4 separate regions of the Mus musculus genome follow, and regions 2, 3 and 4 are each linked to region 1. A link is a contact called in public HiChIP or PLAC-seq and promoter capture Hi-C data. All regions are on one chromosome and are shown on one strand. The core of a region is the stretch at or near the end of the contact, and the rest is flanking DNA. Distances in the headings are between cores, read along the strand shown.

The links. Promoter capture Hi-C pulls out the DNA fragments that hold promoters and counts their contacts. HiChIP or PLAC-seq counts read pairs in DNA pulled down with a chosen protein or histone mark.
Region 2: an H3K4me3 HiChIP or PLAC-seq map of embryonic forebrain shows a contact between it and region 1, with 13 times the contacts expected there. The contact joins the enhancer-like site here to the promoter of Tmem132d in region 1. A contact is called at or near these places in 9 of 39 promoter capture datasets (the 3T3-L1 cell line, 3T3-L1-derived adipocytes, HPC-7-derived erythroid cells and 6 more), 2 of 484 Hi-C or Micro-C datasets (embryonic stem cells and stem cell-derived motor neurons) and 3 of 115 datasets of contacts at active chromatin or transcription factors (astrocytes, embryonic forebrain and embryonic stem cells).
Region 3: a promoter capture Hi-C map of hippocampal neurons shows a contact between it and region 1, with 6 times the contacts expected there. The contact joins the enhancer-like site here to the promoter of Tmem132d in region 1. A contact is called at or near these places in 5 of 39 promoter capture datasets (the C10 cell line, hippocampal neurons, liver and 2 more), 1 of 115 datasets of contacts at active chromatin or transcription factors (astrocytes) and 1 of 9 other capture datasets (liver).
Region 4: a promoter capture Hi-C map of liver shows a contact between it and region 1, with 5 times the contacts expected there. The contact joins the enhancer-like site here to the promoter of Tmem132d in region 1. A contact is called at or near these places in 4 of 39 promoter capture datasets (the C10 cell line, embryonic stem cells, liver and 1 more), 2 of 115 datasets of contacts at active chromatin or transcription factors (astrocytes and embryonic stem cells) and 1 of 9 other capture datasets (liver).

Annotation. Positions count from the first base shown.
Region 1 is chr5:128,431,552-128,434,331 of GRCm38.p6, forward strand. Tmem132d (transmembrane protein 132D) reads right to left here and starts at 1,526. Exons shown (of 9, transcript NM_172885.2): 1 at 735-1,526. The coding sequence starts at 813.
Region 2 is chr5:127,337,186-127,340,373 of GRCm38.p6, forward strand. The region is part of intron 1 of Tmem132c (transmembrane protein 132C); the gene reads left to right. Among named protein-coding and RNA genes, the nearest start is that of Tmem132cos, 57 kb to the left of the region's middle. Within about 2 kb of position 1,931, at least 33 of the 459 cell types and tissues checked have an H3K27ac peak or open chromatin away from gene starts, as enhancers often do. A contact at or near this core is called in embryonic forebrain, where this site is marked.
Region 3 is chr5:126,732,163-126,735,050 of GRCm38.p6, forward strand. The region is part of intron 2 of 1700081B01Rik (a long non-coding RNA gene); the gene reads left to right. Among named protein-coding and RNA genes, the nearest start is that of Gm33347, 6.3 kb to the left of the region's middle. Within about 2 kb of position 1,484, at least 23 of the 459 cell types and tissues checked have an H3K27ac peak or open chromatin away from gene starts, as enhancers often do. A contact at or near this core is called in hippocampal neurons, where this site is marked.
Region 4 is chr5:127,404,512-127,407,237 of GRCm38.p6, forward strand. All of the region lies in intron 2 of Tmem132c (transmembrane protein 132C), which reads left to right. Among named protein-coding and RNA genes, the nearest start is that of Tmem132cos, 120 kb to the left of the region's middle. Within about 2 kb of position 1,305, at least 47 of the 459 cell types and tissues checked have an H3K27ac peak or open chromatin away from gene starts, as enhancers often do.

The sequences.
Region 1 (2,780 bases), core at 276-2,775:
TAGAAACCTCCTGCTCGGCCAGGAAGACGTGTAGAGTCCATCTACCGTGTCCTGTGGATATCGATCGCTCTGCAAGGCATTTCTGTCCCAAGCTTTCAAATTTGCTTGTACCAGGCAGGGATTTGAAGGAGACGGTAATAGCAGGTAAACGGGGCTTCCCGCTTCTACTCACGGCCCCATGTCAGGACCCCACTGGGAAGACTTGGGTCAGATAGACAGTAGAGCATCTGTGGAAGTATTCTCCTATCCCCCCACCCACCCCCACCCCCATCCCCTATACACACACAGCAGCTGCAGAAGGCCGACCCAGGAGACCCTGGGCTGAAAGGGTCTCTGGCCAACTGTGTTCTTAACGGCCCGTGGTACACTAGCTGACATTCTCGCACAGCAGGGCTGTTGAGAATTATTTCTAAACCGGTTAGGGCCAGTTGGGAAGTCCACACCAAATTCTAGGAAGCGTCCAGGGCCAGGGCAGACTAGGCTTCCCCGTTTCCCTTTGTCGCTTAGGCACACTCTCCTAGGGCATCATACCAAGACTTCCAGGGAAATCACCTGCTGCCAAGGTGTCTGCCCCGGAACCTTGGCTCCACAAACCTGCTGTGTACACACACACACACACACACACACACACACACACACACACACACCCACCGGCCCTCTCTGGGCCACCCACATCCACATCTACTCTCAGCAAAGTTAAGTCCCCCGGGCCCAGGTAGCCCCAGCGTCCTCACCTTTGGAGAAAAGGGCAGCTAGGCTGATGAGCACGGGAGACCAGAGGTACCACAGAGTCCCCATCTCAGATGGGCACATCCTGGAGACTTGGAGCGCGGGTCCTCTGCTCCTCCGTGGTGTCCTCTGGCTGAAGAAGGGATGTCGCCAGATCCCCGGAGAAGAGAAGCTGAGCTGGATGACCAAGACGCATCTGGCTAGGGACCCGAGCAGCAGGGCCGCCCTGTGCCGGGTCCCCACAGGTCCATAGCCAGGCCGCTCAGGCTCCGGGGTCCCGCAGCGCAGGCCGAGGCTCACCTCAGTCTTTCGACTGCGCTGAGGACTGGCTCGTGAATTGAATTTCACTCCACAAGGGGGGTCTCCGGTGTTGCGTCCCCAAGCATGGAGAGCGCTCTGAGGACTCCGGCTGGGAGGCTGCGGTGGGCTAGCGCGCGCGGGCGGCTGCGGGGCTGCGAGGTTGCGGGGCCCGGGGCGCGGGCAGAGGCGGCGCGGGGGTCCCCGGGCTGGTAGCCAGGCACGCGTGGGGACCCGGGGCACATAGCCTCGCCGCCCCCATCCCGCGCCACGGGGCTTCGGCGCGCGCGCTCCGCCGCCCAAAGTTTGCGGGGCGCTGCGGCTCCACCCCAGCCCGCCCCGGCTCCCCACGCGCGCCCGGCGCACGGCCGGCTCCGGAGACGAGCAGCGCTCGGGGCGGAGGGCGAGCGGCGCGCGGACGAGTAGGCGCGAGCTCGGGGCGGCTGCATCCGAGCGCACCCAGAGCAGCGTGCCCAGGCGGGCTGGGGTTGTTGCTTCCTAATTTCTCTCTCTTCCTCTCTCCCTCTCTCTCTCTTTTTAAGCCCCACCCTTCTGGAGTGACAGCTGTGAGCCCCAATCCGCAAAGTAGGTCCCACCTTCCTGGTTGCGGGGCGCCCAGCCTCGCAGTCGCCCTCTCTATGTGCTCGAATAGGAGGGAGATGTTCAAAGGAGGTTATGGACACCCCGCAAGCCCCGAGGAGCGCGCACGAGAACCAGCGTGGATGTCCACGCTCACAACAGGTGTGGAAAGGCCATCTGCCCTGCCTTCTTAAAGCTTCTGACTATAGGCGGCCTTCAGGCAAGGACAGTTCAGGAACCCCTAACATAGGCTGAAGTGTTTCCGGTGAACTCTAGATTGTGAGCCTGGGATGCCAAAATGACCCTCAAATTCCTGTCCCTGAAAGATTTCCATCCTGGCTCCCCGCTGGCCTTTGGGCATTAGGGAATTGGCATTAGGGAAGATATTTCATTGAAAAGCTAATAGGTACAGCTCTCCACTCATGCCTTCCAGGGTATCTAAGGCGAACTCACACCAAGATACATAATACCCATGCTAGTGTCCCGAGCCGGAGCCCTCCTCACTGCTCCGCAGAGCCTTGGAAACAAGCAGATGTTGTGGGGATTCAGAGAGGAAACCCAGCATCACTCCAACGAGTGGGTTCACTTCTGCGGATAAAAATGGACTGGGTTAGTTAATTTTCTTTGTGCCATGACAAAATACTTAACAAAAGCAACTTAAGGGAAAGAGAGTCCGTTTTGGGCTCACAGGCATGAATTGGTTAGTTTTTGTCCGGTTGACATGAGCTAGCGTCATTTGGGAAGAAGAAACCTCCGCTGACTAAATGCCTCCATCAGATTGCCCTGTAGGGAGCCTGTGGGCATTTTCTGGATCAATGATTGCTGTGGGAGGAGCCACTGGAAGTAGTACCGCCCCTGGGCGGGTGGTCCTGGGTTTTATATGAAAGGAAAGCTACAAAGGCCATGGAGAGCAAGTCAGTGGGCCGCTTCCTTCCACTGCTTCTGTGTGTCTGTTCCTGTCTCCGGATTCCGACTCTAACTTCCCTCCATGATGGATTTAAACTAGAGGATGAAACCAACCCACTTCTCCTCAAGTTGCTTTTGATCTTTGTTTTTATCACAGCTTGGCAGCAAAGAGCATGAGGCAGCTGGTCACATGGCATCTGCAGTCAGAAACTGGGGGCGAGGGCGCCAGGCTGGTGCTCAACTTGCTCTCTCTGTATTTAGTCTGGGGC
Region 2 (3,188 bases), core at 681-3,180, 1.1 Mb before region 1:
GCAGCTTACTTTTTGGCTAGACTGAGAGGCTGGTCAGCCCCAGGGATCCTCTGTCTGTGCCCTTGGCGCTGGGGTTAAAGGCACACTCCATCATGCCTGGCTTTTTATGTGGCTGCTGGGAATCCAAACCCAGGTCCTTAGGCTTTCCTGGAAAGCAGTTGGTAAACCAAGCAGGCTGTCTCTCCAGTTTGCTTTTAGTTGTGGGAAGCCCTCCAGGAACTTCTAAGAACGGAGTGGCAGGCAGGCTCCTTCCCCGCCCCATTAATGATCCGGCACGCATGATCACACGCACCCTGCCATTTTGACACTCAGATGCCTCCTCCTAAGCATCCAGCAGAAGTATTGGCAGAAATAATGTCGCCAGGTGTGGTAGCACACACCTTTACTTCCAGCCCTTGAGAGGGAGAGGCAGGTGAGTCGACATGAGTTCGAGGCCAAGCCTGGTCTACCAAGTCAATTCTAGGATAGCCAGGACTACACAGAGGAGAAAGCCCATCTTAAAACAACAACAACAACAACAACAACAAAAGTTGTTAACAATATTTATATTGTTAATATTTTTCTGCTAAAATGTGTGACAGTGTTTTCACTGTCTGGGGTGTTGTGATTTGAGTGAGAAGGATTTTCCCACAGGCTCATGTGTTGGAACACTTGGTCTCAGCTGATGGCGCTGTTTGGGGGCTTCTGGGAATCTCTAAGGGGCGGAGTCCGACTGGAGGAGGTGGGTCATTAAGATCATGTGTGGGAGCCTGTTCAGCTGGCCCACTGCTTCCTGAATGTGGATAAAATGTGACCAGCCAGCCTCCTGTTCTGACCACCATGCCCTCCCTGCTTCTGCCTCTATAACTAGGGCCCAGAGTAACCCCTCTCTCCCTCAGGTTTCATTTCTCACAGTGTTTTATTGAGGCTGAAGAGATGGCACAATAGTTAAGAGCACCGCTCTTCCAGGCAACCTGGGTTCAATTCCCAGCACCCACATGGCCGCTCACAGCTATCTGTAACTCCAGTTCCAGGGAACCTGACACCCTCAAACAGACATATATACAATAATTAAAGTGAGTTCTTAAAAAAGTTTTTAAAAAAGAAAGAAACTCAAACAGGTAGTTTGTGTTTCTATATGTGTGTGTCTTCTGTACATGCACTAGTATGTATATCTGTGTGTGTTTACATGTGTACATATGTATCCACATTTGTGTCTATATATGTGTTCATTGTGAGTATATATATGTATGCCTGAACATATCTGCATTATGTCTATACATGTGTACATGTGTACATGTATGTGTATATATATATATATATATATATGCATGTGTGTGTGTATATGCAGGTATATATGCCCGTGTGCATCTGTATGTGTGTCTATACATGGCCATATGTGTGTATATGTGTATGCTATCTGCATGTGTGTTTGTATGTATATATGTATGCCTGCACATGTACATTACTTTGTGCAATTGTGTGCATATGTAGCTGTGTGTATATATCTATGTACATGAGTTGTATATGTCTGTATGCCGTTGTTTGTTTATGTGTGTACTCATAAGCATGGTGTATGTGTACATACCTGTATCTATATGTATATATGTATCTGTATACATGTCATTGTGTGTCTTTTGTAGCTATTTATCCATGTGTGTGTGAGTATTGTGTTTACTTAGGTACATGTAGGTTCATTTTGCTGGCTACTTGCTGGTCATTTTTTTTTTCTATAGCAGTGAAATTAAGTAAAACTGAAACACATCTAGTACCAGGGCTCCAAGCCAGGCCCTCAGAAGGAATTCCCCAGCAGTTTCCCATGGTGCAGAGCCTCCCAGTTGACTGCGAAGAATCCAGTCAGATAAAGGCAGGTCAGATTAATGACACAAAGGCCCCCTGTGCCCACAATCACCTTAGCATTCCTCAGTTCAAAAGGAATTTCTCTCTCCAGCCACAGGGGGTTTCTGTTCCCCGCCTTGCTTTTGTGGAGTTTAGTTAGTCCCTCCCATGTGTGTATCCTTGGCTTGCTTGAATGAGTTTTTCCAGGAGGAAAAATCGCCCATAAAGACATAATTAAGGCAGGAAGGACTCAGGCGCCCAGGGAGAGAGAAAGCTAAGCCATGTTCCCGTTTTTCACCATTTGCATAGTTCTGCTGTGCTTCAAGCATCCTTGGATTTCAGTCTTCCCCTCACTAAGCAATGCTCCCCACCCCCATAGCGACATGTGTGGATTAGCTGAGGGGCTGTATCTCCTGAGCCATGAAGAGTATCAACCGGAATGCTTGCTTGGTTGACATGCTCTGGCCAGACTGTAGAACCAAAGCGTGATTTCAGCTAAGCTGCTCAGTTGAAAAGAAACAACCAAAACAAACACAAACAGGCATTACCCTACAGAATGAGTGGAGGCCGGCAGAGGCACAAACTCAGCTGCCACTCCTAAAGCTCAAATCGGACTTTTTTCCTTTTTGAAGGATAGAGAGTGAGTGTGTTGTATTTTCCTCTCTGGTGCTGTGGCGAATACCACACAACCAAAAACAACTTAGAGAAGGCACAGGTTTATTTTAGCTCATATATCACAGCCCATTACAGTGGGAAGTCAGGGCAGGAGCTTAAGGAGCAACTTGAGGCAGGAACCTTGGTGGGTACAGAGACTCTATGTCCATCTGCATTCCAGTGATGAGCTCTGTATTAGTCACTCACTTTGTGTGTGTCCAAAATCTAGCCTCAGGACCAGTGGACCCCTCATCATCTAAGCTGTATCTATTCATGTGCTCGGCCTGCATTATTCTTTTTTGAGGCTCCAAGTCCCTTCTTCCCTGCTCCTGGAGGGCTGGTGTTTACCTTACAGTTCTGTATCAACTCATGTAGGCTACATATGACTCATTTTTTACTAGTGTCTTCTTATAGCAGGGTAAGCAAGGTAGGTGTCTTTTCCTGTTGAAGCACACCCAAAGCTTTGCATGGAGTTGATGTTCGGATTCATGTGTGGAGAAATATAGCTGAGACTTGTGGAGTCTGGTGTGCAGGGGGCTATGGGGTGTGCAGTGGGCTATGGCATGTGCAGCAGGCTATAGGGTATGCAACAGGCTATAGGGTATGCAGTGGGCTATGGGGTGTGCAGCGGACTATGGGGTGTGCAGTGGGCTATGAGGTGAGCAGCAGGCTATAGGGCTTGCAGTAGGCTCTGGGGTATGCAGTGGGCTATAAGG
Region 3 (2,888 bases), core at 234-2,733, 1.7 Mb before region 1:
CTAGGCATCTCATATGCAGATTTGCTCTCAGGTCTTTCAGATTTCTTTTAAAATTTATTTCGGATTTGTTTTATGAGTTTATGTATATGAGTGTTTTCTCTATATGCATGCCTGTGTACTGTATATGTATTCCTAGTGTCCAAGAAAGCCAAAAAAGGCCTAGGTTACTGGGAACTGGAGTTACAGATGGCTGTGAGCTGCCATGGAGATGCTGAGAATGTGATCTGGGTCCTCTACAATAGCAGCCAGCCAGTACTCCTAACCACTGAGCGGTCCAGCCCATCTCTCTGGTTTCCTGATGTAGGTACCAAGCATTGGACATCCCTGAAAACTAGAGAACTTGTTTAATTATTATTGTTATACCCATAGGTGTACATACAGAATTTGCTGAGTCTATTTAGTGTATGCATGCATGTGTGTGTGGTTAGGGCTATCTACTTATTAGAGGTTCTTCGCTGGAGAAGACGACTCCCCCCCTTTCAGCAGCCATATAAATGGCGTTTATTTAAAGCTTTAACGGATGTCACCCCATTCTCATCCATAGCCCATGGTCCATCCTATCAACAGCACAGCTTCTAGGATACACCACAGGGAAGTGTGTGTCTCTGCATCTGGCTTATCTCGCACATCATCTGCATTGTCTCTCTCCAGCGTCAGGATTTCCTTTCTTACGTTAGGGCTGAACGATATAAATTATCCCAGCCATGATGGAAAGCATATGGAGGCTTCTTGAGACGTTGAAAATAGAATGATCACACAAGCTAGCATTCCCACATCGGAATATATATCCAAAGAAACGAAATTACTGTGTAAACAAGATATGTGTGTTCCCACATGCCCTGCAGCATTATTGACAATAGCAATATGGAACCAACCTAATGGTCCATGGATAGATGAATAGAGGAACACACACACACACACACACACACACACACACACACACACACACAGTGGTTGTTTGTTTTGTGAAACACAGCAAGTGTATTTTGAATTCTTAATGTTCTAACTATAAATAAAAAAGGAATGTGTAGCTTTCACAAATAGATGCGCTATAAATTGTCTTTATTGAAGTCAGATTTCACTGTCATAAAGTGCCCTACCCATCTGCCGTGTGTTTATCTGCCCATCCAGCCATTAATCTCTGCATATGTAAGGATACGGAATAGATAGATGGAATCATGGTCTCCAATATAGCTCCCGGTGACGTGGGAGAGGCTGAGATTCGTCTTTTTTTTTTTTTTTCTTCCTGTGTTTATAAATTTTATAATAGGTTTCCGTCGTTTTATATAAAAGCAAAAGAGCTTAAGCAAGCAATGTCTTCTATTCAACTAACAAGGAAAACCACAGCAGGGCTAGTGGGTTGCCCCGAGGAGGTACATTTCACACAAGCAGCCAGGAGGCCTGCAGAGGAGGAGGCAGCCTTGGCCCACGCCCGGAGCAGGAACTCCTAAGGTGGAAGAAAGGAAGCAAAGGCTGGAAAGCAAAGGTCCCAGGAAGCCCCAGAAGGGAAAGAGTGAAGGGCGGGTGCCTCTTGGGAGGGGGCAGGGCGAACACGTGTCACAAGCTGGTCTGCCAGCGCCACCTAGTGGGAATATCGGGACTGTCGCCTACGACTCTCGGGAAAGAGCAAAATTTTGTGCGGGAGGCGGGGGGGGGGGGGGGGGGGAGGTGGCGGGAGGGGGGGTGGCGGGGGTGGTGGTGGTGGTGGAGGGGTCGGGGGCGGAGGGATGAGGATGTGGGGCGGATATGAATGGATGGATCTGGAAAGTATATAATATTAAGTGCCGTGGCCTAAACACAGAAAAACAAGCAGCATGCTTTCTTTCTCATATGGGAATCCTCACTGCCCCTTTATGGTGTGTGTGTGTGTGTGTGTGTGTGTGTGTGTGTGTGTGTGCCTGATTGTGGGTAAATCCTAAGCAAGAAGGAGAAAAAAAAAAGGTGCCAAGGAAGGACATGTCTCGTGGGAATGGCAGCTTATATAGGGGGTTGTGGTGGGGAGGTTAGGAGCATTAAGAAGCAGTGTGGGAGTGATTGAGGAGACCCTACTAAAAGTACACCTTGTTCAAAAATACCTAATGAGATCTACTGCCTTGCGTAGTCACTTAAACATAAAATGAACTTTGGAAACGTCGTTCTGAGCATGCAGAAGGGGCCGAGAGAATGGAAGAACTGGAGGAAGAAGGGATGGGGGCATCACCTCCCGGTTTGGAAAGGCTTTGCACCTCAGTGCTCCCCTACAGCTGTGCTGACAACATAATCTGGTCCTGGTGTTAGGGAGGAGTTAAGGAAGCCCCACCCATCCCTAGGGATTTACAACTGGGGGAGGAAAAGTCGTTTTCTTCATTGGTGTAGCCCTGGTAAAGTGCACATACAATTCTATAAGCACTTCGCTGCCCTGTGGTCTTTTTTTAACAACCCTAACTCTTGAGGAGAAAGGGAAGGAGGAGATGGAGGTGTGATGGAAGCTTACTTGAAAGCAGATCAGCAGGGATGGTCAGGGGAGGGGGGACAAGAGAGAATAATGAGTAGTAAAGATGATCAAAATACACTGCACATACACATGAAAATGCTATAATAGGGCACATTATGAATAATTAATATATGCTAATACAAATAAAAGACAAAGGACAAAGGCACATCACTTTGACTAGTTGAGAAATTAAAGCCAGTTAGGAATCGGTACCATGGGCTCTGCAGTTAAAATAGGTCAAAACGCTACTCTGAAAGATCACGGGCACGTTGCTTGCTGTTTGCTTCAGGTGAGGCTGGCATATAGTTGGAGTGGTGGTTGGGTCAAGATGGACCGTAAGTTCTAACTCCGCTATGCTCTTAGAAGATGCCTCATCACTATTTAAGCCTTCCCTTTTAACCATGCTGGATTATTC
Region 4 (2,726 bases), core at 55-2,554, 1.0 Mb before region 1:
ACAGGTGTGATGGTTTAAACTTAGTGCCGACTCAAAAGGATCTAGAATCGCCACTGTCTGGGAGTTTCTAGGTTGGACTTATTGAGATGGGAAAGCCCACTCTGAAGATGGACTGTATCATTCCCTGGACTGGAATCCCTCACTGCACAAAAGGGAAAAGAGAAACTGGGTACAAGTATCTTGGTCTCTTTTCCTGGTACAGGGATGAAATACTTAATAAAAGCAACATAAGGAAGAAATACCGTGGTTCACAGTCCAGTTTACAGGGTCAGCCCAGCTGCGGGAGCTTCCAGAGGCTGCTCTCACAACACTTCTGTAGTCAAGAGGCAGAGAGCTATGGGCACAGGCTTGCAGCTCAGCTGGTTCCCTTAACTCCAATGTCTACCATGTAGAATCTCTTGCCTGTGGCATGGCTCTGCCCACAGTTGAGATGTACCTTCTCATTTTCATCCCAGGTAATCAAGACAGTCCCCCCAAAGATGTGTTTGGAGGCCCATCTCCCAGCTGATCTTAGGTCCTGTTAAGTTGAAGAGTAGCCATCACAACCAACCAACAATGGCCATCACAATGAACATTCATTGCCCTCTGCTTCCTGGCTGTGGCTACAATGTGACCAGCTGCCATGAAGTCACCCCCACCACCACCACCCATGAGGGACTTCTTTTTTGTCCTGTAAGCCAGAATAAAGCCTTCCCTCCTTAAATTGCTTTGGTAAATTATTTTATCAAAGCAACTAGGAAAATGACTAATACGGTAGTGTAACTCAGACTGTATGCACACAGGTTAGCAAGCAGTATCTTGCAACATTCATTTATGTATGCATCTGTCAGGTGGGTGTTACACATCTGCCCATACATACATGTGCGTGTGAGCATGTTTATATCTGAAAGCTTTCTCAAGTGCATATTTACTTTGGCACGGTGAACCGACCCTTTGTGTGTCTTCATGCATAACAAAAGGCAGCTTGAGACCAGCTGAGTTGACTTTTCAAGCTCACAAGAGGCCCACGAGCTCTATTGAAGGAACCCTGCTCTGAAACACCCCCCCTCCCCCGACACATACACACACACACACACACACACACACACACACATTCCAAGCAGAGCAGCTTCTAAGAGGCTGCAGTGAAGTGCACGTGGGCAAGATGCCAGGCTGGCACCCGGCCATGGATTTCAGTTTTGACAAATGGTGAGAATAGGAAGGGTCAGCCGCCAACGCCGAGAAAGGCTGCTGACCGTCCACTCTTCTGCTGTGATGGACGGGTTCTCCCTGGCAACTTCTGACCCACAACTACTGCCGTTACCCTCCCCTGTGACCTTCTGTAGTCTCAGGGCCGGCTTCAGCGGTGCCTACTGACCTCCCTGTGGTCTCCTGAGGCAGGCGCAGGAGGAACATCTAATGACTTGCTAGTCACCCGTCTTTCTAATATTCCTGGTGTTGGCCACTTCTAATTTGGAAGGAAAATGTGCGAGATGCCTAAGAAGAGACGGTCTAAATCAGGGCTGTGCTTTAGATGTGGGATGTCCCCAAAGGCTCCTGTGACTGAACAATTGGTCCCCAGCTGGTGGCTCTGTTCAAGAAGGTTGTGTGAGCTTTAGGTGGTAGAGAGACTCACTGGAGGAAACGGATTACTGAGAGCAAGCTTTGGGGTCTTATGCCTCAGTTCTACTTCCTGTTCCTGACTGGTGATGTCACGTGACCAGACACAGTCCTGGTGCACTGTGGTGCCTTGCCCTCCACATCAGGATGCATTCTCTCAAATTGTAAGCCAGAGCAAACCATCCTCCCTTAAGTCGCCTTTTGTCAGGTACTGGGACATGGCAACAATACAACAAGCACTCCTCCAAATCAGTCACGTTTGCAGAGCTGATCAGATCCCCCCCCCTCCCCCCCCCCTCCCGAGACCTGCCAGGGCCACAGAAGCTGAGCAGCCTGGAAGCAGCCATCTCTAGAGGCTAAGCTGAAGATTCAGTGCAGAAGGAATGCCTTTGAAGTTCCAGGGGCACATGGTCGGGTTACACTTCTTAGTGTAAACAACTCTAAAGTAAATACTCTCATCTCTGCAGGCCAAGGCGTCTTTGCTACGATTATCCCACTGTGCCACCAGCAATGCAAGGACATGAATATGCCGTGTTCTGGTAAATTTTTCAGTTACCACGATCACAAGGAGACTGGGCTGGGGGGGCGGGGGGCAATGGTTTGAGGACCTTTGACCTGAACATGGGCCTTCCCTAACTCTTCTGTTTTGCTGTGAGATCTCATGTAGCAGCAAACTCTATGAGCCAGGAGTTGTCAAGCTAGCTCAGTAGATTGGGGGGGGGGGGGGGTCCTGTGCAACACAAGGGTTTTAACAGCATCTCTGGCCTTTCCCAACTAAATGCTTGAAACATCTCTACTTCCCTTAGTTCTTTTTTAAAAGATTGATTGACTAATTGTGTGTGTGTGTGTGTGTGTGTGTGTGTGTGTGTGTGTACACCTGTGTAACTTTGAGTGTTCCTTCCCAGAGACCAGCAGAAGGCGTCAGATCCCCTGGAACTAGAGTTACAGGTTACTATAAAACTACCTGACTGGTGTGGATGCTGGCAACTGAACCCAGGTCCTCTCCAAGAGCCGAATGTGTTCTTAACATCAGATCCGTCTCTCCATTTTCCCCTCATTCTGACGTTCAAAGATATCAGCAGACACTTCAGCTTGCTCCAGGCCAGGTAGGGGAGGCGAATCCTCCT